Linked DNA regions of Mus musculus: region 2 is linked to region 1. Evidence: chromatin contacts called from public Hi-C data. All regions are on one chromosome and are shown on one strand. The core of a region is the stretch at or near the end of the contact, and the rest is flanking DNA. Distances in the headings are between cores, read along the strand shown.

The links. A called contact is a pair of places that touch in the nucleus more often than the background predicts.
Region 2: a contact with region 1 is called in a Hi-C map of the G1E-ER4 cell line, with 4 times the contacts expected there. The contact joins two enhancer-like sites. A contact is called at or near these places in 2 of 484 Hi-C or Micro-C datasets (both in the G1E-ER4 cell line) and 1 of 115 datasets of contacts at active chromatin or transcription factors (cardiomyocytes).

What each region holds. Positions count from the first base shown.
Region 1 is chr16:95,464,010-95,469,496 of GRCm38.p6, reverse strand. All of the region lies in intron 2 of Erg (ETS transcription factor), which reads left to right. Among named protein-coding and RNA genes, the nearest start is that of Erg, 64 kb to the left of the region's middle. Within about 2 kb of position 3,061, at least 13 of the 459 cell types and tissues checked have an H3K27ac peak or open chromatin away from gene starts, as enhancers often do. A contact at or near this core is called in the G1E-ER4 cell line, where this site is marked.
Region 2 is chr16:95,900,790-95,906,276 of GRCm38.p6, reverse strand. All of the region lies in intron 1 of 1600002D24Rik (RIKEN cDNA 1600002D24 gene), which reads left to right. Among named protein-coding and RNA genes, the nearest start is that of Gm41508, 18 kb to the left of the region's middle. Within about 2 kb of position 2,551, at least 11 of the 459 cell types and tissues checked have an H3K27ac peak or open chromatin away from gene starts, as enhancers often do. A contact at or near this core is called in the G1E-ER4 cell line, where this site is marked.

The DNA.
Region 1 (5,487 bases), core at 1,812-4,311:
TGTCCTACCCAGCTGTCTGGAACCAGAGCCTTACTGCTTCCCAAACTTGTTAGTGTAGCCTTGAGATGGGCCCTGAGGTGGCAGACATCCACAGTAAGGGCTGCTTAGGAGCCGGATGGTCACTTGAGTTCAAGAGTTCTAGGCCAGCTGGACAGACTTGCTAAAGAAAAACAAAAGACGGTTTATCTTTCAGGAAACCTCCAGTTTGGTTAGACTCTTTCTTACAATTGCTAGGTTTCGTGAAATGGGGACCGGCTGTGTGTAGCTGAACACACTGCCTTTGCCCACAGTGAAGCCAGACTAATCATTAGATTCCTCCAGATGCCTCTAAGTGTAGTCCAGTTTTGTTTTTGTTTTTGCTTTTGTGTGTGTGTGTGTGTGTGTGTGTGTGTGTGTGTGTGTGTGGTGGAGCCCCCACAACACCGTGGAAACCTTAGAGGCCATGAGGGAAAGAGTCCCCAGTGTTTCAGAGAATAAAATGGCAGCCTTTTCTCCACATTGGAGTTCTTCTGTATACCAACACACAGGGTAATGGATCATCAGGCATCATTGCCTCTGTGGGCATGAGAGTTTCCCACTTCTCTTTGGGGAGGTAACTTGGTATCCATAGGAAGGATGTCCTGAAGATGAGCAACCAGCAAACCAGGTCCAGGAGAACTGCTGGCACTGGGTAAGGACTGAGGACATGAGGGTGTAGCCCTGGGGTACCAGCGTCATTGATGGATAGCTGTGGAGTGAGAGGAATTAATGACTGTCACGTCTCTCTCCTTCCTCTTGAGTTAAAATGCCTCTACGACTTTGACATATTTTCCCTCCAACTGATAGGTGAAGTTTCACTCTGTTTGTACAAGAACATTTCCCTTGCTTTCAGCACCTTCAGCACCTTCAGAGCAGCCTGGCCCAATGCTTAACATGTAGCTAATGCCAATAAAGATTGATAGACCTCTCATAGGAAGGCTCCTTCTGCTGCAACAGTCTTGTTACAAACGTCTTGTGGAAGCCAGACTTGGTCTCATAGTGTTCTAGGCATTTAAGGCTTCAATAAATCATTCAAGACTACAACTATCACTTCATATCACATCATAGGACTGATGCTGGAGAGGAAGTCTTCAACCCGTTGTCTTGCAGAAGGTTGTAGTCAACTGGCGTTTGGGGCTGGAGTCCTCTGGAAGCCTTCTTCACTTAGCTCTGGGGTCTGGTGTAAACTGTCATGCAGGGATAATGATAAGAACACCCACCCCATCTTTCCATAGTTGGCCTTTTTCTTTCAATGAAGGCTGAAGTTTATGAATGCTTGTTGCCAAGGAAACAGGCAGAGGTAGCTTTGGAAGTCTGATAACTGAACCTCTGTCAGAGACCTGAGGGGATGGGAGGGAGGCAGGTACCACTATTTAATGGAGCAAAATTGATGCCAGCTTTCAGAAGGGTTTGAGATGGACCATTTTAGGAAATGCAGTTGCCATGGTGATATGGTCAGTGCCTAGAAATGCAATGACTGCTCCATGTTCCTGGTCTATAAGGACATATGAAACCATCCCTGATAACAAATAGTGTAGCTGAGCATGCTTATGAAAGTAGGGTACCGTGCACATACGTGTGCCATGCATGTTACATGTCCACTTGCCGCTGGGTATGGTTTGGACACTGAGAAGGGGACCTCATGTGATAGAGAGTTGGAAGTCCTCAGAGTACATTAGAAAAAAAATCTTATTTCCAAATGCCTTAGTCAGAGTACTTGCTCAAAAAGCCCTCCTCTAGAGTGACCCAACATCTGGAGGTCTGCAACTGAACACCCCAGATGAAGACGGTTGGGGGACGATGGGGCAGGCAGCCTTTCCCTGTTTCTGGTGTATGTGTGTGTGTGTTTTGACTGTGTGCCTTGGTGGTCATACTTCTTCAGGCTGCTATGACACTCGGCTGTGGTGTCCAGGTCTTTTCCATCATGTGATGCTGTTCACACTCAGGAGCCCTGTGTGTTTCCCTGTCACAGTGACAGCAGCGAGAATGAAGCCCTGCCTTGGCTGCCCCACTCTAAGCAGAGAAAGCACCCCTGGGCTCTGCTGGCAGCTGGAGTCGGAAACATGCAGTAAGGATCATACCTGGGCCTCTTCGAAGCAGCTGGTCAGAGCCTGTCCACACTTACTCCACCCACAGCCTAGACCCAGGCAAACAACCCTCACCCGCTGACCTCACCAGCTCATGATATATAAGCTCATGTAGAAGCAGAAACAAAAATGCTCTGCTTATTTTAGGTACAAATGAAGACAGGGTAAGTCGCAGAGGTCCCCTCGTGTTTAGAGGACGCTGCTGAGAACCTCCTGTCTGGGCCGAGTGTCAGTGAGATTGTACATTAAAATTATTTTCAGGAAGACTAACATACATTTATAAAATTCTGTTTTGTTTTATGATTTGAAACAGGGTCTCGTAGAACTTGGGTTGACCCCAGACTTACTGTATAGCTGAGGCTGACTTTAAATCTTTGCTTTTCTTGTCTCTGCCCCCTGAGTTCTGGGGTTATAGTGTGACCCACAATGTCTGGATTATGCTTAGTTTTAAGTTTTAAAATCTGTAGATAATATGCTGATTCAAAGTTTTTCTCTCTTATAGGTGATGAATATTGGGTTTCCTTGTTGGTGAATAAAACCAAGACAGCTTTGTGGGATAATAACAATTATTTCAGGAATTTCATGGCAAGCCCTAGGCAGACATAGTGTTTGCTCTTTTTGGGCATTTTAGAGGGTCATGTAGTGCCCTCTAGTGTCCAAGATCCCAGCAGTTTAAAGGGAAGCCCCTTCCCAAGACTCCAGCTTCTGAGGAGCTGATAGAAGTGCCCCTCCTGAGACAGTAGGTGACTACTTCTTGCAACTCTCCACATAGGACTGTTCTTATAACTATAAATGAAGGCTAGAATATTATCTACTAGGGACACACAATGTGTGAGAAATGCGGCGTTTTTTAAATCTTGGATTTTACTTGCCTATCAGAAAGGGGCTGGGAAGATGGCTCCGTTGATAAAGTGGATAAAAATGGCTCACAGGGGCATGATTTCCAGTCCCCAGCATTTAAACTAGAAGCCATCCATGGTAGTGTCTACTATGATGGGTGGTGGGCTGGGGGCAGAGTGGAGGATCCCTGGGGCTCATCCCGAAAACCCAGGCTATCTCTGGGGCCCAGGTTCACTGTGAGACCCTGTCGCAGAAGCCGATCATCACATGGGTCAGCTGGAAGAGAAACAGCCTACCTGGATTCCGGCTGCACATGGGGGCCTCACCTCTGCAGTGGGAAGTGATAGGGCACATGCAGAGAGGTAGCATGCAGCCTGGGAGTGACGGGGCAGCTGCTACGGTGACTCCAAACCTGGCCTCTGAGTCCCTTAAGTTTATGGGTTGCTTGGTGAGGTGTGAGAAAATGGGAATGAATTCATGGCAAATGTTAGCTTCATTTCTGATTCCGTTTGTGATAGACATGTATTAGCAAATGATAACCAAATTAACTTGACTCAGGTCAAGACAAAGCAAGGCCACCTCGGCTGTTTAAAGAAGGAAAGAGGAGGAGCTACCCTTGCACACGGGTGCCTCCAAATCTCCGTGGCGTGAGTTACATCATTGCACCATTGCTTACCATTAACATATTATCTTTATTTTTGTTATACAAATAATTTGGGTCTAAAAGTTTTGCTCATTTGTGTGTGGAAGTGGAGGTAGGAGAGCGTTTGGAGGCACGTGTGTGTACTTGTGGAAGTTGGAGGGCAACGTTGTGGATTCGATTCTCTTCTTCCCACCTTTACTTGGGTTCCTGAGGTGGGTACTCAGGCTGCCAGGGCGGCTCAGCAGGTGCCTGTTACTATCAGAGCATTTCCTTGGTCCTAAAGAAACAGTTTGCAGACCAGTTTATTACAGTTCAATAAATGATACCAAGTATCATAGAAGGGAGACAAATACACTTTTAAACGTCGTTTGAGGTTCTGGAAAGTGATAAAAACCCAAGTTAATCTCAACAGCCTAAGATAATGTTGTGGAATGGTGCTGACAATCGCAGTACTGTGATGAGAGTCTGAGGCCGAGGAGGGTGGAACTGTGCCACAGTCCCCACAAGTGTGGCCAAGGGCCTCTGCACATCTTCAGTGGTGTGTCCTTCGCAGAACAAGCCCCAAGGTGGCTAGCAGCAAAACAGGGTTTCTAAATAACACTTGTGCTCACACACACCTAGTCCTGTGTCCAAGATCCTTTGGTATAGAGGCATAGTCACCCAAGTGGTGGCGCACGCCTTTAATCCCAGCACTTGGGAGGCAGAGGCAGGCAGATTTCTGAGTTCGAGGCCAGCCTGGCTACAAAGTGAGCTCCAGGACAGCGAGGGCTACACAGAGAAACCCTGTCTCAAAAAAAAAAAAAAAACAAAAAAAACAAAAAAAACAAAAAACCAACAAACCAAACAACAACAACAAAAGTTGCTTCTAGCTAAACTATTGTGTCAGAATAAGTATATCTCTCTTAGTCTTTTTTAAAAAAAAAAAACACGAGTGGTTCTTGAACAGACTTAAGGTCTGTGACAATTGCATTACTATCCCGGGCACTCGGGGATGAGAATGGGCTGGGTTAGCACAACCGGAGAGCGCTCTGGATGCTGAGGAAGTCATGCGTGTTGGAATTGTTGCTTCATTGGAACCCACAGAGCTGAGCCGATGCCTGCCTCACAGTGAAGGAAATTGCAGCATGGGTGTTGAAAGTTGAGGATTGAGTGTGTGATAACAATTTCCTTGCTTTAAATTAGTTCAGATCAACCAAGAGGCTGAAGGCTGTATTAACCACTCCAAGAACGTGTTAAGCAATAGTTCCTTACATGGTAATTTGATTGTTTCTTAAGGACCTGCTGGAGGACATGGCAAACACAAGACACATTCAGAGGCACGTGCACACACATGCACACAGACATATATAACATATAAGCATATACATATGCATAGATACATTCATAGACACATGTACACCCATACACACAGGCATATATAATATATACATAGATACATTCATAGGCACACACTTATATACATACACATACACACAGAGATCTGGACATTCACACACATACACACACTCATGTACACAAAGACATATAGATACACATATACACACAACAGACATGTATATACAAAGACATATACATACACACAAATACATACACACACTCTTGCATACACACAGAGATATACAGATACACACAGACAGACATAGACACATAAAGACATACAATACAGGTACACACACTATACACACGCACACACACATTCAAATATACTCACACAGAGTTTTGCCCAGCAGGATAAAACCTAAGTATGGTGCACACTATAAATAGAATGAGTCTTTAGCCAGTGATGAATGGGAAACCGGGAAGCTGACAGCTTCTTAACACCCTGCTTGCCCTGATCTCAAGCAAACCCTCTCTGTGATGTAGATGGGAAAGTTCCACAGCGTCGTGGAGTTTTCCATT
Region 2 (5,487 bases), core at 1,302-3,801, 440 kb before region 1:
GCCCGGGGCTCGAGTGGAGCGGAAGGGGTTTGTGCCCCAGATCAAGCCCGGGTAGCCTGCTTCCCTATGTACAGCAGTCTCAGGTTCCGCGTGATTGGATTGGGGCAGGCGCTATGTTCCACTCACCAGAGGTCTTAGGATCACGTGGGGAGTCCCGTGTGGGCCCTTGCGGGTGTTGGGCAAGACTCTGCTGGCAAGGTAGCCCGGGGCTGGAGTCGAGCGGAAGGGACTTGTGCCCCAGATCAGGCCCGGGTAGCCTGCTTCCCTATGTACCGCAGTCTCAGGTTGAGATACTTGTGTTTTAGTGTTGATCTGGTTCTCTCTGCACCAGGGGTGTTCCTGTGGTGTCTCCTCAACCCTTTTCTGGTGATGAGTCCTCTCTTCTCTTCTGCTCAGCCATTGGCTGATCGGTTTTTATTGACAAATCAGAGAATAAATGGGGAGCAATGTTTACACAACATCAAAATCCAACATTCTTAGAATAAACACTACGATGCCCTGTTCGGATTGCAACCAGATTGGGGGAGGGGGTAGGGAAGAAATCAGTATTTGAAGAATTCAAAGATAATCTTTACGCAGTGCAGAAGAGCATTATACCTACATATGAGACTCAGAGTGGACTAGGTGGCCGTGGTGCTTGTTACCATGGCAACCTGGTATTGATCAAGCTCTTCAGACTCCATAACTCTAAGGGGTCACTGACAAAGCACTGACAGGGTTTGGAAGGTCAAGCTGGGCTGGCATTTGAGGGTGGTGGGCACAAACAAGTCAGAGGAATGGTCACAGTTCAGTCTGAATGAGTGGCCTGGGACTGTTGTAACAGTGTTCCAGCAGTTTTGTGGCTTAGGAATGGGGAGGTTGTCTCCCAGCTACTGTGAAGTCTGAATTCAAGGCTGAGCCTCAGGAGAGGCTGGGGAGCAGTCATGGTCTCCTAACTTCAGGTTCTCAAACCCCAGGCCTAAAGGGATTTTTCCTCCTAGCCTCTTAGAACCCTTTTCTTGTCTGGGAAATCACACTCATCAAATGGGCTCGGCCTGGCCCACTCTGTGAAAGGGTCTCATTTTACTTGGTTAGTTCAGAGATCCCTATCTTGAAATCAGGCCACATTCTGAGGTATTTAGACTTGGACACGTCTCTTCATATCTTTCCCAGCTCTCTGTTTGTTTTGCCATACAGGGCTAACAGCGAAGGCATGTTCACCCAGGTATGTAGGTTCGCTGTGCCTATTGATCCACACCCCACTCTCCTCTCTTTCTCCCTGGGCCTCCCGCTGATCTGCTTTGCTCCCCAAGCAGTTGTGGCTGCACTTTCATGCCCGTGTCACATCTGTACACATGTGACTGATGTATCTAGGGCTCACAAATGAGAAAACAGGATATCTGTCTCCTGCAGAGGGCTGGCCCACCTTTCTGCTTGTTTCACAGTTTGCCATTTTCCCTGCAAATGGAAATGCCATCTTATAAAAGTCACTTGACCTGGGTTGACATGTTGTAAACAACTTATTCTCTTGCTGCTCCTGGAAGATGTGCCTGTGATTGAGAAATGGAGAGCTGGCAAATAATCCTTCTACCTTGCCAATGTAAGCAACCATAGCAAACTTATACACACACAGACAGACACACACATAGAGAGACACACACACACAAAGACACACATACACACATACACAAAGACACACATGTACATACATGCACACACACAAACACATACATACAAATACACACATACACGCACATACACACAGACACACACATACACACATGCACACATACAAACACACACAAATATACACACACAAACACATACACACAGACACAAAGACACACACACAGACACACACACACATGCACACATACATACACACACTTACACAATACAAACACATACAGACACAAAGACACACATACACAAAGACACACTCACACACACATGCACACATACATACACACACATATAAACACACAGACACACAGACACAAAGACACACTCACATGCACACACATGCACACATACATACACACACTTAAACATATACAAACACATACACACAGACACATACATACACACATACACAAAGACACACAGAGACACACACAAAGACATACACATATATACATATACACACATATACATACACACATATAAACACATGTACACATGTACACGTGTATACACACACACACACACACACACACACACACACACAAGCATGCATGTTTTCCCACACCCCTGGAAAGGGAAGAGAAATGGGATATGAATATGGTTGAATATGTTATATACATGTGTGTAATTGTTAAAAAAAAACCTATCCCATGAACAATAGATAGAGGAATAAAAAGTAAGATGTAAGAGGAGAGAGGAAAGATGGAGAGGAGTCTGGGGGACAAGGCAGGCAGAAGAGGGAAGGGAAGAGCAGAAGGATGTTAGGCACATGTATGTGTTTCTCCTCAGACTCAGGAGCAGGCTGTGCAGGCAGTGAATGTGGTCACCGCCTTGGTAAGGACAGCCAGTCCTGGATGGAGTTGGGGGTACAGGCAGGGCAGCCAATTTCTTGGCAAGCCCTCTTGGGGTCTCTATTTACCAAGTAATAAACCGGATCTCCCAGCCCCAGAGGGTGGTTTGTGGTGATCAGTAAAGACATTTGAGAGCCACTGGGGAGGAGAGGAAGGAGATAAGTCCAGGAGCCGCATATGTGCAGATGTGATATGGAGATGCTAGGGTGGCAATCTCCATGCAGGAAATCCAAGAAATTCCCCAGTTAAGATTTTACCAAAAGGTCAACTCTCCTCAGGCAAAAGAGGAAAAACAAAACAGAGCAAAACCAAGAGGCAATCTTAGAAATGGAGAAAAAGACCTAGCCAGACATTCCTGGAGTATAGGTGCTTCAGGGGAGCAGAGCAGAATGATGGCGCTTACGTTTCCAGCCCTTCTGGAACTTTCTAGGGTGGTGTGCAACATAAAACCTGCCCACATCTTTATACATGCTACATTTGGGAGATTTCGATTTGGAAGAAAGTCCCATAAGGAGGTACTGGTGGCATGCGGAGCACCCAGCCCGGTCACCGTGCCCCAGGATCGCACCTACATTCTTGAGTGGATGAAACCTCCAGATGATATCTTTTACCAAGGCCAAAGAGGGAAATGAACACGCCATCTCAGGCAAAAAAGGCTTCCTGAACGAGTAGCTACTAATAGTCATTGGCCAGCCTCTGTTCCTTCTCGGGCACTGGGGAACCATATGTATGCAGTTATTGGACCTTCTCATTAAAGCAAAGCCAAACTCTGGTGGGAGAAATGAACAAATCTTTCCTTGAATGGTATGGAGCCTCACAATGATAATGGAAGACACTCTTATCTCAGGTTGGAGGCGAGTTTTAAGTGTGAGGGGCACAGGGGATGAGCTAGCAGTTTGTTCACTTGTGCAGTGTGTGCATGTGTGTGTGCATGTGTGTGTGCATGTGTATGTGCATGTGTGTACTTGTGAGTGTGTGCAAGTGTGTGTGTACTTGTGAGTGTGTGCATGCCTGTGTGTGCTTGTGTATGTGTACACACGTTTTTGTGTAGGTGTGAATACACACCTGGAGGCCACAGATCAACATCAGGTGCCTTCTGTACTTTTGAGACCAGTCTCATTGAGCCTGTAGCTCACTGATTGGCCATGCTGGCTGGCCAGTGAGATCCAAGGATGCTCCTGTCTCTTAGCTGCCCACCTTTTCAGAACCAGGGTTATAAGTGTGTGCTATTAGGCCTGGCTACGTGGGTGCTGTGAAACTGAACAGGTCTTCATGTTTGCATGGTAAGTACTTTACTGACTGCCCCCTCATTTCCTCTTAAAAGTAGGAATAAAGTGGCCCTGAGTTGTCTAAGTTAGGTATGCAAATTTCAGAAAGTTGGGGAATCCCAGCAGAGGAAGGAATGAATTCCCTTAGAGCCACACTGACTGTGAACATGTGACATAGAGCTTCCTGGTTTGTCTCTTACATCATTGATATTTCCCTAACCCCCCTTATATTTATTCTTTTCATTGTAAGCATTTTCCATGCCACTGAAAAGTATTTGAAAAGAAATTGATTAAAAAAAAAAAAGGAAAAGAAAAGAAAAGAAAAGAAAAGAAAAGAAAAGAAAAGAAAAGAAACCATGTTCAGGCTGGAGAGATGGCTCGGCAATTAAGAACTGGCTGCTCTTCCAGAAGACCCAGGCTCACTTCTCAGTACCCACATGGCAGCCCACAACTGTCTGAAACTCCTGCTGCTCCAGGGATCCAACTCTCTTACACATGCAGGTAATACACCAATGTACATAAAATAATAAAAAATAAATTATTAAGAAACATTTTCTTATGGACACATGAAAACATGTACAAGCTAAAGATGATGGACTTAGCATACTGACCACCCGGCCTGCTCGGTCATCACCTGACCTGCCTGCTGCCTCCCTCCAAGTCTTTCTCCCTTCCAGCAGTTTCCTGGAATCAAATTTTATCTCTAGATTCGTTAGTATGCACGAACTGAAAGATAAAGACAAAAAGCAATCACAAGCCATTTTCTCATATAAAAAGAATGCTTCAAATACCACGGAGTATTTTGCCAGCACGTGTATTTCCTGGGTTATCACATCAATTTTATTTTTCAACAGTTTGTTTATGTTGGGATCCAAACAAACCTGCCTTGTTCCTTTGAGGGAGCCAATGCACTGGCTCTGTGGTTTTGTACGTGGGGGTAGAAGATGTGGTATTGTTGCTGACGTCGCCACGAAATTGTCTCTAGCATGCTTGGATGCCATTTGGTTTTTCTGTATGCTTGTAACACAGTTAGAGCTAGAGGTTTGGGCAGGTTCATGTTCGAATGTTAGGGAACATCAAGACAATACCCTTGGTGTTGCCTCCACAGGAATGGTGTTTTCTTGGGATCACCTGGGCTTGAGTCCTCAATCCATCAGGAGCTTCAGAGTGTCACACCAGGTCATTCTTCGTTGCTTATTAATTGCAATCAGTTTTTCCACTCGATCCTTCGGTGACTCTGCTGTTACTACTGTGAAGACAAAGCATAGATTATGCTTTTCAACCAGGGTCTGGAGAGATGGCCGAGGGGTTAAGATCATTTGTTACTCTTACAGAGAACCCCAGTTCGGTTTTCAGCACCCACATGGTGGCTCCACATAGAACTCCAGTTATAAGGGATCTGGCTCCTTCTGCCCTTCACAGGCACTGAACACCTATGGTACACATATGTTATACAAGCAAAACACTCATATACATAAAATAAATATTAAAAAAAACCCTAAAATATTTCTTAAAAACATTCCTTAGTGTTCTTGACTCCTTAGGCTTAATCTATCACAGTATCTCCACCTCCTCCTCTCCTTCCTCCTCCTCCTCTTCCTCCTCCTCTCCCTCCTCCTCTCCTTCCTCCTCTTCTTCACAGTACCTCCTCCTCTTTTTTTTTTTTTGAGACAGGGTTTCTCTGTGTAGCCTTGGCTGTTCTGGGA